2 separate regions of the Xenopus tropicalis genome follow, and region 2 is linked to region 1. The links are chromatin contacts, called in public Hi-C maps. All regions are on one chromosome and are shown on one strand. The core of a region is the stretch at or near the end of the contact, and the rest is flanking DNA. Distances in the headings are between cores, read along the strand shown. Region 1 holds the start of acer1 (alkaline ceramidase 1). Region 2 holds the start of adamts10 (A disintegrin and metalloproteinase with thrombospondin motifs 10).

What was found. Hi-C and Micro-C count contacts between places; a contact is called where the count stands out from the background.
Region 2: a Hi-C map of gastrula embryo shows a contact between it and region 1, with 1.4 times the contacts expected there. The contact joins the promoter of adamts10 here to the promoter of acer1 in region 1. A contact is called at or near these places in 2 of 5 Hi-C or Micro-C datasets (brain and gastrula embryo).

What each region holds. Positions count from the first base shown.
Region 1 is chr1:101,986,760-101,989,459 of UCB_Xtro_10.0, reverse strand. acer1 (alkaline ceramidase 1) reads left to right here and starts at 1,353. Exons shown (of 7, transcript NM_001112961.2): 1 at 1,353-1,473.
Region 2 is chr1:102,157,793-102,160,492 of UCB_Xtro_10.0, reverse strand. It overlaps adamts10 (A disintegrin and metalloproteinase with thrombospondin motifs 10), which reads left to right and starts at 1,439. Exons shown (of 26, transcript XM_031905008.1): 1 at 1,439-1,789.

The DNA.
Region 1 (2,700 bases), core at 104-2,603:
ATTAATTAAAATATTATGTTCTGCTGCCCTGCACTGGTAAAAGTTTTATGTTTGTTTCAGAATGACTACTATATCTTATATAAATAAGCTGCTGTGTATTCACATGGGCAGGCATTCAAGTTCAATAACAAAAAAACATAGATTTGTTATAATTAAAACAGTAGGTAAAAAGTATGTTCAGCTCATGCCTTATTCTTTAAACTCATTTTGAATAATGGTTACACTGCCCCTTTAGGGCGAAGACACATGGGGCGATTAGTCACCCATAGACTATAATGGCCATCGCGGCGACTGTTCGCGCGTGCATTTTCGCTGCACGGATTAGTCGCCGTGACTTTTCAAAAAGTTGTGGCGACTAATTGCCCTGTGTGTCTTCGCCCTTGATGACGGAGGCAGATCAATCAGATGAACAGAGCTAAAACTAATTATACACAAAGATAAACCTGACTCTCCTAGCTGCAAACTCAACAACTACTCATAATTAGCTCCTATTACTGTCCTATATAATAAGCATGGTCAGATGTCAGTACAGGTATTGGATCCCTTATCCAGAAACCCATTATCCAGAAAGTTCCGAATTACGGAAAGGCCATCTCCCTTAGACTCCATTATAAGCAAATAATTCTAATTTTTAAAAATGATTTCCTTTTTCTCTGTAATAATAAACACTACCTTGTACTTGATCCCAACTAAGATATAATTAATCCTTATTTGATGCAAAACAAGCCAATTGGGTTAATTCAATATTTGAATAATTTTTTAGCAGACTTCAGTTATGGAGATCCAAATTATGGAAAGATCCCTTATCCGTAAAACCCCAGGTCCCGAGCATTCTGTATAATAGGTCCCATACCTGTACTACCTTAAGTAATTTATTAGATTTCAGGCCCTCTGGACAAAAGGCTATAGAGGAAACTTTGACTATTAATATGGTCTGAGCTACATCTAATCTAATGGAACAGTAACATAAAAAAATTAAAGTGTTTTAAAGTAATTAAAATATAATGTACTGTTGCCCTGCAACAGATCTATAAGAAGGATCATGACAGATTTCAGTCAAAAATAAATACGTTTAGCAATGGTGAGGAGAATAATGCACCAAATTTAAACAGACCCACAATGCACTGAGCCCCAATATTTATCCTTACATACATAAATTAATAAATCTGTGCAATGCATAATCATATATGTGTGTGTGTATATGTAGTAATCTTCAGCTGTGTCACAGTTCTCAGTGTCTGGGACACACACCCAGCCTTATCTTTGTCACACACCCAGCTCCTTTTGTGCCTCCCACACAACCAGCTCCCTTTGTAACACTAACAGCTACAACCATATCCATCTGGGATTCTTGAATATTCAAATGCCCTTGTGTAATAGCTCCCTGTGTAACCTCACTCCTCTTTGTGATATCCCTCTGTGAGTCCTTGACTGATGCGAGCACTTAGCTAGTTACGTCTTGGTAACTTAAAGGTATGTATGACTAGCTCACTTCTATTGCTGGCTTTTGCTTGGAGGTAGAATGCACGTTTCTATGAGTCTCTGGAACGTCTTCATTATAACTTAGTATCTGTTGATATAAGTGATCCCTTATGAAGCTGATGAAGAGGAAGATAAAATGCATACATAATAAGTGACACATTGATTTTAGTTCCAAAGCCTGGATGTGGCTGTACTCTGCAACTGTGTGCCAGTGCACTGGGCAGTCTCTCACATGGATTTATGCCAATGTTTCAGTTTTACCTGTCGCTGTTGCAGCTGGCACCAAACCCACGAGAAAAGGCAAAATACTATTAGCTTTCCAATATACACAGAGCAATACATTTCGCAATACATTACATTTCAAACTTAGAAGATTTGAATTGTAAGAGATGATTTGGGATGGTCTGACAGAAAGGCAGGTTTTTCTAGTCTGTGCCTCTTCTTGGTGTTTTCTTTTCAGCTTTTGCTTCTTACTATTTGCCACTTCTTTACTCATTTATTACTAGTTTCTCATGTATGTTTGTTACTCATCAATTCAATCACCTAGTCACTCAATACCAAAACACTCCTTAAAGGAACAGTAACACCAAAACATTCAAGTGTATAAAAGAAATTACAATATAATGTACTGCTGCCCTGCACTGGTACAACTGGGGTGTTTGCCTCAAAACACTACTATGGTTTATATAAAGAATGCTGCTGTGTAGCCATGGGGGCAGCCATTCAAAGGAGAAAAGGCACAGGCACTTAGCAGATAACAGATAAAACACTATTGTATTCTACAGAGCTTATCCGTTATCTGCTATGTAACCTGTGCCTTTTCTCCTTTTTTCCAGCTTGAATGGCTGCCCCCAGGGCTACACAGCAGCTTATTTATATAAACTATAGTAGTGTTCCTGAAGCAAACACACAACTTTTACCAGTGCAGGGCAACAGTACATTATATTTCTTTTACTTTAAAACTCTTTAATTTTTTGGTGTTACTGTTCCTTTAAGGGCTCTGGCACACAGGGAGACTAGTTGCCCGCGATAAATCTCCCTTGTTGCCATCCCACTGGCAAGAATGTAAATCGCCGGTGGGAGGGCATTTCTGGGAGATTAGTCGCCAGCGACAAGGGAGATTTGTCGCGTGCAACTAATCTCCCCGTGTGCCAGAGCCTTAATTGTATTCATTTTTGAGGTTTTGACTTGGCGGTCATCTTTTACTTCCGAATATTA
Region 2 (2,700 bases), core at 190-2,689, 170 kb before region 1:
GCACAAACTATAAAAATGTATATTTTTTTCCAGTAGCAAATGAGTCATTGAAAACCTTTGCATCTTTGTAATACTAATTGGAAAGTAAACACTGCATATATTGCAACTATTTTTTCCACTGGTGTTTTGTATTTCATATTGTCTTTTAAAAGGTCATGGTCATTCTATTCCTTGTCTTTCTGGATGCAAACTGTTACATTGTGATGTACCACCTCTATTCTTAGGGTAGTCTCACACAGTGCAATTTCTCACTCCTAAACAATAAACTGCCCACACTGCCTTTGTCTTTGGCTTTTTCTTGAATGTGGAATTCTATTTACTTAATAAACAAGGGTTACTAGATCACTTGAAAATTCAGGGACACATCTAACAAAATGCATGTTCAGGGCTGCACTGATTGCATTTACATTTCATTGCAATCTGTTCAGCCCTTCTATCTGGATTTTCTAGATGTGTCCCTGAATTTTTAAGTGATTTGGTCACCCTAAACTAAGGGCTTGCCCTGTTTGCACTAGCACGGTGCATTGCTGCATTGACCATTCAGTTTTTACCAGTACCACTATACACTTGCGGGAATAGGTACAAATATTTTTTAGCTGAACGGAATTAATAGTTTATATACCCTTATCTGTGTTACAAATTCATGGAAAATATTTTCAGCTTTGAGAAATCATCTACTGATTTACAGAATGAAAATTAAAATGAAGTTATTCACAGATTCCACCACTTGAGGACAGTGGAGCACTTACAAATGCACAAGTGTGCAACGTCACCTGGTAACCATATTACAGCTGTAAAGCAAAAGGCAAAGTCAGCCATTAGAAAAGCCTGAGTGCTCTAACACAAGCGTTTGTGTAAGCCTCAGTAAAACTGTCACACGCATAATTTGGTGCCAAAAAAATGAGCCTAGACTGTCACATAGCAGCTGCCGGTTTCACACAGTGTGGCTAAATTAACAGTTCACTTCTAATTAAAAGAAAGAGCATATGTATAACCCTGTGGGAAGTTCAGCAATAAAATGAAAACTTTTACGTGCCCCATTATGCTAGTCTAGGTGCTTTTGAGCAGGATCTTGTTAACAAAGCATGCTTTGTCACTGTTCTTAAACATGCTTTCCCCCCAACTCTTAACGAGTTATAAAATGTTGGCACAAATACAGTATGATTTCCAAATATTTGGCTCGCTTCTTAGCAATTTCCTTTTTACCCTTTAATGGCAAAGTTGCATATTGGATTGCTTTATAGAATGGCTTAAACTGCATGCCAGGATAGCTGCTGCTTTAACAGAGGTGTACCACTGGGGGTGTAGCCACCTTAAGCCACACCTACCTTGTTAACATCAGTCATGCCCACTGCCCCTGTGGCAACTTAACCCCTTTGCTGCCAGAGGCAAGATGAATGCAATGTAAAGTAATTTGTTGCAGGCCCATCTGGAAACCTATAGGTTACTATCTCCCTCCTCCTCTGTTGCTTTTTTTTAAATGACACTAGTAAGAAATAAAACAAGAACATACAGGCTACTGTAGGGGAGTGCCTCTTTATAAACAGCCCCCTTTAATTATGTGAGGTCAACGGTGCTTTTTTTTCTACTTTACCAAGAAGCAGCCAAAAAAAGAATATGAACCCATACAGATTCCTTTTTCTAAAAAATCCTTCCAGGGAACAGATCCTCTAAAACTTCAGGATCAGCAGGCTACAAACGGAAAGGCATCTTTTGCTAATTCATCCACAAAAACACCCTTCCCAGGTATCAGGTGCAGTGACATGCCAGAGGACTAGCAAAACAGCAGGTACGTCAGCAGCTAAATATGCACTATTTATTTTAAAGATGACTTGAGAACATGTAAGAACTGTGGCCAGCTTTAAATGCTTTGTTCTGCTAATAATTTTCTATAATACGAATGCTGTTTTTCTATTGCATAGTTGATCATCTTCCTATAAACTCATACCCAATTTTTATAGCCTTTTCCTATGAATTACGTTTAGACTTTTTATCTTTTTTTTAACACTTTCTACTTCTCTATAAAGTCTCTCCCTTGAAAACCTCACTTATGCTCTGTATTCCCTTTTGCTATTCCTCTCTCCCAATTGTCCCAAATATTTTCTCTTTTTACTTTTCATTTTTTCATTATAGCATATCCATAATATTATTATTCTTTATTAATATAGGGCTGACATAGTCCACAGTGATTTACAGAGAGTATACATTTCTAACATCAGTCCCTGCCCCAGCAAAGCTTAAAATATCATATAATTTACGAATGTATTCTTTTCCAGCCAATAATTTCTTTATTTGTATAACATGCTTTTAGGAAAATCTTTCAGCTCTTTATAAATCCTTTAAAATGTATTTGGCTCAATGAACATATTCACTAAGTCATCTGCTAAAACTACATAGCTGTACCTTTTTCTGAAGAACATTTGTTAAAAATAACACCTCCCATCCCCCAGCTTGCAAGTCTCACTTCTCTAGTCTAATTTTACAGATCCCGCTCTTTCTTTGAAGTCTGACCTCTGTTCTTAATTAGACCTAAAAGAACCTTGCCGGATACAGACAGGGCAGTGGTAACTGAAAGGATATGTGGCTCTGTGGGATAATAATTAGGCAGGGTAGCAGCAGACTATACAGTTATGTCTCCTCCATGCAGAAGAGAGACCCAGGGTCCCTCTAGGACTGATCAGTACAGACCAGGGATTGTAA